Regions from separate parts of the Mus musculus genome. Here region 1 is linked to region 2. A link is a contact called in public HiChIP or PLAC-seq data. All regions are on one chromosome and are shown on one strand. The core of a region is the stretch at or near the end of the contact, and the rest is flanking DNA. Distances in the headings are between cores, read along the strand shown.

What was found. HiChIP or PLAC-seq counts read pairs in DNA pulled down with a chosen protein or histone mark.
Region 1: a contact with region 2 is called in an H3K4me3 HiChIP or PLAC-seq map of forebrain, with 2.9 times the contacts expected there. The contact joins the promoter of 9430021M05Rik here to the enhancer-like site in region 2. A contact is called at or near these places in 6 of 39 promoter capture datasets (cranial neural crest, embryonic stem cells, hippocampal neurons and 2 more), 5 of 484 Hi-C or Micro-C datasets (cortical glia, embryonic stem cells and nephron progenitors) and 6 of 115 datasets of contacts at active chromatin or transcription factors (astrocytes, embryonic forebrain, embryonic stem cells and 1 more).

What each region holds. Positions count from the first base shown.
Region 1 is chr2:162,659,777-162,665,642 of GRCm38.p6, forward strand. It overlaps 9430021M05Rik (RIKEN cDNA 9430021M05 gene), which reads left to right and starts at 1,387. Exons shown (of 4, transcript NR_033569.1): 1 at 1,387-1,650; 2 at 1,945-2,020. It overlaps Ptprt (protein tyrosine phosphatase, receptor type, T), which reads right to left and starts at 1,371. Exons shown (of 31, transcript NM_001291150.1): 1 at 1,024-1,371. The coding sequence starts at 1,123.
Region 2 is chr2:162,456,586-162,463,069 of GRCm38.p6, forward strand. The region is part of intron 1 of Ptprt (protein tyrosine phosphatase, receptor type, T); the gene reads right to left. Among named protein-coding and RNA genes, the nearest start is that of Gm46774, 38 kb to the right of the region's middle. Within about 2 kb of position 2,201, at least 9 of the 459 cell types and tissues checked have an H3K27ac peak or open chromatin away from gene starts, as enhancers often do. A contact at or near this core is called in cortical glia and forebrain, where this site is marked.

The DNA.
Region 1 (5,866 bases), core at 137-2,636, 200 kb after region 2:
CCCTGATTTCTTATGTGAGCACAGCTGTTGCTTAGCAATCCAAAAAGAACCCTTTCCTAAGTTCCGCTGACATGCCTCAACGTGCCCCCCGCCCCCGACCCCGACCAGCGACAGCAGCTCAGTGTGGTCACTCCTAAACCAAAGGTGCTAAGAAACTTCGAGGTGATTTTGAACTTGGAGGTATCCCTCCCCACCTCTCCTTCCCTCTTTAAGGGACTCACGGAAGGAAGCCCTACCAGTGGGGTTTTAGTGATGAGAGAGACCCTCGGTAGTGGTCTCTTCAGCTCAGTCGCCACTAAGAAGACACTAGACACACTCTGGGGAACTAGCTACCTGCCCATGGGCAAGCCGAAAGACGAGTGTCCCGAAGTTTTCAGAAGCCCACTAGCTCACTGATCAAAGCCACTGCACTTAAAGGGCCTTAGCAGGGTACCCATTACTCTGGACAGAGCCACGAGGTGAGGTGAGGGTTTAGCCGAGTGGGTCATTCACAAGAACACTCCCATGGGAAGTCCCAGCTGCTAAGGGCTCGCTAAGGGGAGCGGCGTGTTTAGAACAACACTGGATGATCTTCAGTGTCTCCCAGGAGAAAGGAAAAGCCACCGCCCTGGCAGCCTGGGCCTGCTAGGGACCTGTGCTCCCCACTCCAAGAGCGCGCAGCCCAGGAAGCTGCCCGGGTGACAGTGCTCCGCGCCGGGCGAGAAGCGGCGCCTCCTCCCTCCACCCCGAAACACTCGAGTGACAGGTTCCGACAAGTGGGAGGCAGCAAGTGGAAATATTCGCAACAGCCGCGCAAAGTTACTCCCGCCCGGGGGTGGGGGGGAAGCGGCAGGAAAGTAAGGCGACGAGGGGCCAGGGGGGGACCTGGAGCGGGACTGGGCACGCCTGGACACAGCAGCTGCGTCCGGAGGTTGGGACGGGACTCCCACCGGGCCCCGGCATCCCCTGGCCACGGGACCCAACTTTCTCCTCCCAGGGCTGGGGAGAGCGAAGGGGCCCGGGGAGCCCGGCGGGCGCACTCACCTGCGGCGCTCTGCGCTCCGGCGCCGGGCAACGGCGGCCGCTGCAGCCCCAGGAGCAGGAGCCGGAGCAGGCAGAGGGCGAGCCCGCCAAGGCTCCCCATCCGGGCGGCAAGCGGCTCAGCCCCTTCCCGAGGGCGCCGGGGCCGGGACTCGGGCGGGCGCGGGGCGGCCCCGCATCGCCAGCGCGGCTGCAGGCAGTGCGCGCCGCTGGGCTCCCGGGGCTGGCTCCTCTCCGGCTGCGGGAGCCGGCGCCGCTGCGCTCCGAGCCCAGGCGCGGCGCGAACTGAGGCGCGAGGCTGGGCGGGGGCGGGACGCGGGGGCCGGGGGGCGGTGTCCCCAGAGTCCTAACGCCGCCGCCGTCGCCGCCGCCCGCCCGGGCGCTCCGCCTCGGCCACGCACACACACCCTCGCGCGCACGCCCGCCCGCGCCTGGCACACGCCCGCGGCTGCCACTCGCGGGCTCCCCCACGCACCCTCTCCCGGGCTGGCCGGCTCGGGGCCGCTCGCGCACTCAAGCGCGTACACACATCGCTCTTGCACACACAGGATCTGCGGGGTATTCGCCTCTTCGCCCCGCGCCACACCACCCAGCTGAGCATCGCTTTCAGGCTACCCTGCGGGGGCGCAGGTACGAGGCGATGGGGGGAGGAGAGAAACCTGGAACAGCCTTTGAAGTAAGGGTGGGAGAACAGGTGACTGGGGGGGGGGGGGGCAGTGCGAGCAGGCAGGGGGAGGGAGAGGCCCGATCAACTCCGGACGCTACAGGGCTGTGAATTGCGGGAGGGGGATGCTTCGCAAAGCTGGGGACAGCTGTTGAAGGGTCTCCTGCACACCCTAAAATTCTCTCGTATATTCATATTCTCCCTTTCTCTTTCTTTCTCTCTCCCTTTCCCTCCCTCTTTCCTCATCCCCTATCATCTAGTCAGCAGTCCAGCACAGCCGACCTTAATCACAACACATCTCTTTCTCTTGTCCCTAACCCCGCCCTACACACACAGGTGTGGGAATCTCTCCCCCTTCTCTAGCTGCCTCCCCTGTTCTCCCTTTCAGAGAGAAATGGAGCTTTCCCCCTTTTGCTTCCTGGTCTGAACAAAGACCTGGCTGGGGCTGAAGGCCTAAAGACATAGATCACTGGGCAGTGCCTGCCACAGCCCACAGGCCTGCCACCAGGGGAGGGATGTGAGCCTTGTATATAAAGGCCTTCGATAAGGACACCCAAAGATGCTGAAGGGATTCCTACTTTGTAAACACTTTACTGCCTGCCCAAAGCCCTCCTTCGGTTTAACAAAGTGTTTCCCCCTCCCCATTCCACTCCCTTGTTGGAGTCCCAAAGGACTGAACCGGACAGACAGACCATTAGGAGTCATATGGAAGTCAAACACAGCCAGCATCTCCAAAAGTGGGGCACCAGGGGCTCTGGGTTGGAGTTGCTTTGGCAGAGCCTCACTGGTACCCCAGCTCTGCCGAGGTGGACGTTTTTTATTGAACACCAGCCCATTTATTTCTCTCAGCCCACACTTGTAATTCCAGGCAAATGCTTCCACCTGGCTCTGAACGACCTCCCTCCACCTCCACAGCCTCCACTTTTCTCAAGATAAACACAGGGGCCAGCCCATTGCATGGCCAAGCACCTCCCACACTTCCCTGGTCAAAGCACTCTCCCAGGGGAGAGGACCCCTCCCCCCCCCAAAAAAAAGAAAACCCTGCTGCTTAGCCCTCACTCCAGGGAATAGGGTTTGTGCTCTGGGGGGTTTTGGGGGGGGGGGGAGTGGCGGGAGCCTGGGAGTTAGACCTCTTGCAAGCTACCTTGCAGGTCCTTAAATTTTTTACTAATATTGACAGTGCACTTGACTGGGCAGTCATAGCCTTGGCTGTTCTCTGGTGACACAGGATGATTGCCCCCCTGGGAACAATAGGAATAGAAGATCCCTTCAGCTCAGAGCTAAACTGCCCAACTGTTTGATCCAGCCCATGTCTATCCAGGCCTAGCCTTAAGTTAATGAGTTAGAGTGCAGCCTCTAAGAAGAAACATGACTCCAGCCCACAGCTGTGATTGTCCTGGCTGATGGGAGACTGGGGGGGGGGGGGGGGGGGGCTCTGACCCAGGAGAGGAATAGGAGGTCTCTAAGCCACTAAGTAGTTTGGTGTAACTTGTCAGGGTTCCCCTGAGTGCCTGCCAATCCGTCCCCTCTCTCAGGCATTCTAAGGATAAAATAGCGGTTCTCGGGACATCTTCTGGGCTCTCACCATCCCTCAGCTCCTGAGCCCATGCTACAGGATGTTATTTATCACTGTAGCCAAAACTCCAAAATCCGAATGGGGATCGCATGGCCCCAAGGAAAGTCATCTTGTTTCTTGGTGAGCGACTAGCAGAATGTGACCTGATCACAGCAGCAGGTCTTGCTTGCCCAGCTGCAGGGTCTCAAACCAGCACCCTCTTGGGTTTGGTCTGGAGCTGTAGTTCCCAGGCCCTGTGCTCCACCTACTGACTGGTAAGCTTTGGCATCTGGCCTCACTGTCACACTGCACCAGACCAGCTCCCTCTGCCTGGAAGGGCCATCTCACATCCCTTCCCGGGTAAACTCACTTAAGTTTCTCTTTGAGGCATTTGGTCAGCAAACCTGTTGTCCTGGTCCCCTAGGTGCATCACCTAGGAGATGCTATCTCTCCACTTGTCTGTCCTAGGAGACAGTTCCCACAATGCATCTGGACGCTTCACCCAGGGCTGAGGGCAGAGGAGCTTTAAGGAAGGAGGAGGGTGGGTCCCACAAGATCAGTAATGCCCTAAAGATCTTCTCAGAACCAGCTAAAACCACCCTCTCAGAAGGCCAGGGTTCCGAGAGCTCCAGGGTCAATTCCTTACTTCCTGCATTAGCAGCTGGAGGGGGGGGGGGGGATATCTGGTTAGAGAAGAGAAACAGCCATTTGACTCCATCCACCTGCCCAGTGGGAGGGTGCTTTCCTCTTGGCTCCTAGTGCAGGGCAGGCTTTGCATCAGTGCTGAATGAAGGTAGAGCCCAGGGGGTGTCCTGTGATAGCTAGAGGGAGTGAGTACTCCACCAAGCAACCTCCAGTGCTGCTGGACCAGCAGGCCTCTCTCTCTCTCCCCCCCCCCTCTCCCTTCCCCTCCCCCTCCCTCTCATCCTCTGGGCCAGTATTCCATTTACCCTGTGGGATGCTTGGCAAACCTTTAGAAGCCTTAGTTTTCCTATCTGCATGGTGACTTCCCTTCCAACCCTAGTAGGGGTCGAAACAGGAGAATTCAGATGTTGTCTCTTTATCTGGGCAGTTTTCAAGGAAGTGGAAAATGGGATGTACCCTCTCCACAGTGAGCGACACCTGCTGTGCTCACAGTGAGCATGAGTCCAAGAGGCTGAGACTGCAGCCTGAGCAACAGGTGTGACCTATGCCCTCTGGGAGGAAGCATGTACAAAGAGAGGACAGAAAAACACACAGAGACAGGCCTCGTCTCCAGACTCCTTCTGTCCCAGTGTTTCCCAACCTGTCAGCAACCAGGAAAAGACACTCAAGGGCAAAGTGCCTCATCTACCTGTGTAGAAAGGCCAGTGGTGTGGTCCTTGATTTACCCCCATCTTATATATAAGGAGAAGGAGACTCAGGGAAAACAAAGGCCTGTGTGAAGAGATGCTGTGTCCCCTCACTTGCTGTGGGTAGCTGCACTCTTCTTTCTGGGACCCAAGAATACACTTGCTACGTTGCTTATAATTCATCATTTCAGTCTGTATCTAGCAATACTTCAAGTGTTCAGAGGCCACAAATGGTGAGTAGCAGCCGAATGCCACAGCTATAGAAACTTCTACTAACACTGCTATGGCCACGGTTGCCACGCCTCTCCAAAGTCTGACCCATTGTCTGTATTATAAAGTTTTATTGTGCCACAGACATACATAGACCTTGACACATGGATACTTTTTCATATAAACATCTGTTAACACTTTTGTACAGCAGAGGTGACCAAACCATAGGCCATGACTCACATCCAGCCCACTGCTTGATTTTGTTAATAAAGCTTTATTAGCATACAGATTCATTTATTTGGCATGTTATCTTTGCCTGCTCCTAATCTGCATAGGCAGCCACAATATTAATGTCTTTAGTTCATGGACAAAGTGTGACCTCTTTTTAGGTAAAAGTCTCATAGGACAGTCTGACAACCAACCACTGACCTAAAACTCACTTGCAAATGGGGTATCTGGACCAGGAGAATTTCTCTCCCTTCCCCTCCCCCACCTCCTCTCCCTCTCTCCTGTGAACATATCTCAATACAAGTTTTCAGGCCCCACCCTAACCCTATGGAAACACTGGAGGTAGAACCCGGAAATCTTCGAGTTAGACAGCCTTGCCAGGTGATTCCGATAGGAGCTTGAGTTTGGAACCCACGTTATAACACATTCCTGAAGGAAGTTCCAGGAACTGGCACAGCTAGGATGCTTGTGGGCTTTCATGGGTGATGGAAGACTTTGAAACAATGTCAGAGGCAGCGAGGCCATACGCTGCTTGCTCTTTCTGTAGTGAAACCTCTGACAGCCCTAACACAGAGCCGTGCCAACCAAGAGATGCCCACGTGGATGCCCAGGCTCCACCCTCCTGAGGAGCTGTCAGCGTATTTGGAGCTGCCTCCACACATAAATTCATGGACCAGCTGTCTCTTTTAATCTGGTTGCAAGATGAAACCATTAATAGATGTCAGACACATTGGCAATGATCTCTTCATTAATAATTTCCTCCTTTCTGAGGAAAAAAAATTAGTAACAAGCAACCATCAATAATTCAGAAATACAAGTTAACCTTTCTATTAGCAGAGTCACCGTGCGCACAGTGCA
Region 2 (6,484 bases), core at 951-3,450:
ATAGCAGATGCACCAAAGCTTACACTGCACCTGAGACTATCCCACAGGTACAACGTGGGCACCTGTTACACCGAGGCATAATACGGTATCCTCGTGTGTAGTGGTGGTGGTGCAGATTTTGGCGCCAATCACATGACAGCACAGTATACACAGTTATGATCATAGAAACATAGCAGCATAGTTGATAATGATCATAGAAGCACAGCAGTGGACTATATTGATATATTATAATATAATACCTTGGGAACTAGCAGGACACACTCTCCCCCAGCAGAGTCACACCAGTCCTCCTATTTCTCAAGAATAGTTGCATCAAGAAGCCCCACAGAAGTCATTGACCTATACTGACTACATGCTTGAGGACTGGGATGTGCCCGCAGTGACCATCCTTGTCACACATCCCTTGGATGTGCCCTATTGTTAAGACTATATAACTATGATACTGCACTCCAGAAGCATCATGGGCGCTTACAATGCTGACAACCACATCACCTCAGTCCCAACCATATCACTGTTTAAGTTATTAACACTGTAAATAGAGAAAATAATTCTGTGTGTGTCTGTCTGTCTCTCTATGTGCTTATGTCTATGCGTAGGTTCACATGTGTGTTGGTTCACATACATATGTGGATGCACAACCACATGGAGGCCAGAAGACAACCTCAGGTGCTATTATGTTTTTGTAGACAAGATATCTCATTGGCTTGGCCTGGAGCACTTCCATTTAGCTACCCTGACTAGCCAGAGAGCCCCTGGGTTCTACCTAACTCTACTTCCCCAGCATCAGGATAGTAAATGCAAGGTAAGATGATCAGCCGCTTTGATCGTGGGTTCTGGGGATTGAACTCGGGTCTCTGTGCTTGCAAGGCCTGCACTCTATAGGCTGAGCCGTCTCTTCAGGCCCGTTCTGTCTTTTTAAGTTTACATCCCAGTTGTAAAGCTGGGTTGTTGGTTTTTATTCCCCAGGTTTTTACTGACTGGCAATCTTTCTCACATGGGTTGTCAGTTCACACTCTTCTCCACACTAGACTCTCAGCTATTTATTACTGTTCTTTATATACTAAAAACGGTTAACTATTGTGAATCTTCTGTGTTATAAATATTTTCCTGGGGTTGCTCTCTTTTTAACTTTTGTGTGACTGCATTTTTACTTACAAATATTTCTGACTTCTGTGTCACGAAATCCATCACCCTATATAACCTTGTAATTTATTTCCTGGCTTTTATAGTCAGAAATCCCTTGCTTCTACCCAAGATCAAATAAATATGCACCTATATTTTCTTAAACCTTTGTCTTTCCTCACTGCATTGGGCTAATTCTGATTTTGTATGGGTGAAATGTCAAACAACAACTGAAATGTCTTAAAGATTAAAAAGAAAAGAACAGAAAAAGCCACATGAGAAGACATAGACGGGTTCACTGGCAGATGAATTATGGATGATCTTGCCCTGTATATAATCTTAAGGATGACATCTACAGGAGCTTTAAACACCCTTAGAAAAGTCTCAAATCCCCTTATCCCAGGTCTCTAGTCTGGGCTTTGTGGGACCCCCTGATGCTATGATCCCCCTGGGAAGTATCACGCGTAGGTTGAAAGGTGAGACTCAACAGCATCTCTCCCAGAATCTCCACCCACTGGGTATTTCATGAACATCTCCCTATGCCTATGCTCAGCCTTGGCCAAGCACACAGGTCTGACACAGGCCAAGACACAGAGGGGTCTTTCTGATGTTCTGGAAACTGAGAAGCATACAATTCTGCCTGAAGGGGTCTTCCTGAGAGAAAGCAATTAAAATTCACATCACAAAGGAAATGAGGCTTTTTTTATTCTAAACTGCAAAACGGTGGTGTGGTTAATCAGAGCAATTATAAATGGTAACATCATTATTCAAGCTTCTATTTCCAAACGAAGTCATTTAAATGAATACATTTTCTGCCTTAGAGCAGTAGCTGCCACTGAGCCTTTAAAAAGAAAGGAAAGGAGGAGAAAAGAAAGGAAAACAGGAGCAACCACTGCCTTGAAGCCTTGGAGATGGGGTGGGAAGAACTTGGCACTGGAAACAGGAGTTGGGAGTCCGGGGTACAGCCTCCGATCCAGCCCAGTCTGTGTGACCTTGGACAAGACCTTAGTTCTCACTTGCTCAGCCAAGGGACTAGACGAATGCGGACTCTTGGGCCCTCCCAGCCCTGACATTGCAGACTCAGAATTCCACAGCGTATTTTAAGATCTGTTTTTAACTATATGCTGCATCTGCAGCTTTGTAAGACCCATAGGCATGTTAAATATCGTGTTATTCAAATGGGACAGACTTTCTAGAAGCTACTGCTAAACGGTGAGTGGTGAGTGACAGCCCCATCTCTCCCAAACGCAGCCAGATCTGCAGGAAGCCACTAGAAATCAGAGCAGAAGTGTGCGTTGGTGCATCAGGTAGGTCCTGGGTCTCAATTACTGTTCTAAGATGACCACATTGATCCACTCAACTAATGAACCTTCACACAAACTTCTTCCTCACTGCTGTGCTCCCCACTTTCTTAGAGAACTTTAGTGTAGGATACTTATAAATGCAAATGCTTTCTCTGCCCATTTAACATGTACGACAATTGCCTGCTCTGTGACTGCTAATGTTTGGTGTTAATTTGACCACATTTGGAATCAATTAAAACCCAAGCAGCTGATCTCCCATGAGGGATTTCTCTATTCCGCCATTTGAGGTGGGAAGACCCATCCTAAATCTGGGCCATACCTTCTGGTAGCCCAGCCCTCATAAAGAACACGGAAGAAGGAAGCTTTGCTTCTTGCCTGCTTGCCCTCACTCAGGCTGGCGAGGTCATTCATCCTGCTGCTGAGGCAGTCCTTCACCAGTTTTAGAATCCACCTCTTAGGGATTCCTGCATAGACTGAAGACCAGCTGAGACACAGAATCTCATAAACTAAACAACTATCAGACCTTGCCCTTTCCACTGGGTAACAGCTACTGTGGACTAGCCGGACCACAGTCTGTAGGTCATTCTTAAGAAAACATACACACACACTAGATAGATAGATAGATAGATAGATAGATAGATAGATAGATAGATAGATAGATAGATAGATAGATATGTATATAGATACATAAATATAGATAATTTTTATTCTATCAGACTTATTCCTTTAGTGAACCCCAATGAATATAGAATAGATATAGACTAGAAATGTCCTTCTCTGGGGACCTGGATAAGATCTCATTGAAACAGAAGCTTCATGCAGGTCAGCTGGTAGAGTACTTACTTAGCATGTAGGAAATCCTGCATCTGACCCCAGCCAATGACACATGAACCCGGTGGGTGGTACACACTGCGCAATACTAGGGAGCAGGATCTGGAGGGTCACAGCAAGGTCATCCTCAGATATAGAGTAAGGTGAGTGAGGTTAAGGACAGCCTAGGATGAGTCAAACCTTGGAGAGAGAGACAGAGAGACAGAGAGGAGGGGGGAGAAAGGGAGGGAGGGAGAGAGGGGTAGGGAGAGAGAGAAGAAAGGAAGCAGAGAGGAAGGCAGGGAGAGAGAGAGAGAGAGAGAGAGAGAGAGAGAGAGAGAGAAAGCCAGCCAGCCAACCAGGCATGGTGACATGTTCCTGGCACTCAGCACCCATGAGGCTAAGGCAGGATCCCAGGCTATATAGCAAGATGCTAGCTGGGAGGCGAGGGGCAATGCCTCCGTGGGAAGGTTAAAGTCTAACTCAGGGTGCCTTGATTGAACTCTTAAAATGCTCTGCTGTTCTTAAATTATAAGAACATTTACTTTTCCTTTGCAAAGGCCAATTAGTGAACAAAGAACACTTGTGTGATCCCCTCTCCAGACCTCCAACCCTCCAGGCCCAGCCCTCTGTTTCACCAGGACCAGCTTGGCCTCTCTCCTGCCAAGTCAGCCTTGATATTTAAATTCATCTCCATGCAGTTTTCTCAGAGTCAATCCCAACTGTGTGAACACACCCCCTTTAGCTTCCCTGAATCTTGGGGTCCCTGTCTATGACTATGAAGCAATAAAAGTCCTTACTTTAAAAGGGGAATGAAATCAAAGGGATGGCTTACAGTGCGTGGAGTTCCCTGCACAAAGGATATACTGTTAGCAATGTCTCACTAATTCCTCATGACCACACCTTTGTGCCTCTACTTCTCACACTGACAATAAGTTTCCTCACAAAGAAATCAACAAACAGGCCAGGACAGAGGCTTTGAAAAGCTTGTGCAGCAGAGGGGATGGCTGAATTGATAAAATATTATGAGGATCCGAGTTTGATGCCTAGAACCCACATAAAAACTGTTAGGCACGGTGATGTGAAATCATAAGCCCAACACTAGGAAGGCAGCGGTAAGCAGACCCCTAGAGGGTCACTAGGCAGCCAGCATGGCCCATTTTGCAAACTCAAGGGACTCTCTCTTAAGAAACAGTGTCTGGGTGTCTAGGGGAGGACAAGGTTGTCCTATCCTTTTTACATGTATACCCACACACATGTATGCACGCACACACACACACACACACACACACACACTATAAACACACAGATAGCATGGACATAGGAAATTCCTTCTGGCTACACTCAGAAGCTTGAAAGCATCATGAAGCATGAACCTGGCCTACTACACTGGTGGCTGGGAGTCCATTCAGAGAAGACCCAAGGTTTCTGAGGTGATAGCCTGCCAAACAACACAGATATGAGAGAGGTATCTTAGACATAACAGAGCCCAAGAGCCTCTAAATAAGACCTCCACAGAGCACCACCAGGCACAAGGGAAGTGAAAATGCCAGTTATTTAAGCCATTAAGTTGTGGGATAGTTTGAGGCAAGGCAAAAGCTATCTGACGACCTCAGATCAGAAATCCATGTCCATCTGACCCATTTCTTAGGATGGATTTTGGTCATGGCTAGCACAGCTGAATATTAGCAACTGAGTCACCAAGCCAATCAGACAGGGCATCACGCTGCAGCTGTTTCTACTCCCAGCCAGAGTTAGATGCATAGGAAGAAGCTATGTGTCATTAAGGCCCTAAACTTCTGCTGAAGGCAGATATACCAGCTGTCTACGGCATCAGCAATATATGGGGCCGCTGTCTGAGCTCACACACCTCTGGGGGAGGGGACTCAGTCTTTAAAGTATCAAATTACTTCCTTAAATGGACTCAGAGATGTCACTCTCAGATCATTAGATATCCATAATCACTCGGCATCACCTCCCAGTGCTGGGCTAAAGAGATGGAGACAGCAGAGATTAAGAGGCCCTCAGCCTCTTAATCCTCATGGAGCTCTTTGTGGTATGTGTAGACTGCAGTGGGCCAGACAACAAGAATGTAACTAATACTGTGAGGTTAGAAAAGAAGGACAGAGCTTGGAATTGGGTAGTTGACCTAGGAACCATGAGTGTGTTCTTGGCCAGGATGGGCAGGGAAGGTCTCAAGATTGAAGATGAAATTTGAAACTGGACCCAAGAGTGAGAAGGAGCCCATTGTTCAAAACACTGGAAAAGTCTCAGGCAAAGAGAACTGGTCATGGGCTCTGAGGCAGCAAGAGTCTCTGAGGAATGAGAGGTAGCCTGTGTAGAGAGAGCTCAATGGGGAAAGTGGTATAAGTGGAAGTCACAAGATTGGTCACACTCACGACTGCTCCACCCACAACCCCACCACCCATGACCCCTCCACTGCACTTTCTCAAGAGCCGCAAGTCATCCTGCCCACCTCTCCCACACATGCCTCCTGAGAAACTGTCCTGGGTTATTACCACTGTCCCTACCATGAAGAGATCCGAATATCCTATGACGTACAAAGTAGGTATAATCATCACCTCCCTCACACCCCGAAGAGATAAGGTGACCTGTCCAAGATCGCACAGGCACCCAGAGTCCGTACACAGCTAGGCTTTGCTTGTGGGGAGACTCCGGGTTGGCTCCTGTGTCTCTCACCTCAAGCTTTGTTTCTTCTGCTCTTGTTTATTTTAAACTCACATGTCCTGTGTCCTTTGCATACACTGTTGGGTGTTTAATCCCCATGGTTGCTAAGCACATCATTTTATGTCTCCTTTATGCCTCTCTGTTGCCCACAAGGATCTTGCTAACTCGGAGATGGGGAAATGACCATGCAGCTAGGCAAAGAAGGAAGACCCTGTATTGCCTGAATGTCTCTCTGCTCTCCAGAATTAAGCTTCTGAATACTCCATCTATATCATCATGCTATTGAATCCCCTCATTAGTCCTGGGGGCTGAGCATCTACCCAAGGTCATAGCTACAATGGGAGTTCAGATAAGAGCAGGTGATCTGCTCCCCTCCCAAGCCAAGCCCCCTGTCACAGGGACATATACCTCTAAGAACATCAACTCAGGAGCTGTTTGCTGGGTCCAGGCCTCTTCCTGAGATCTTGGAATACTCACATCACATTCCCTCCCAAGGAGAGTAAATCCTTCAGGGTAGGTGGCCAGAGCCTCTGCCCATAGCCTTCTAGAATAGGATAGTG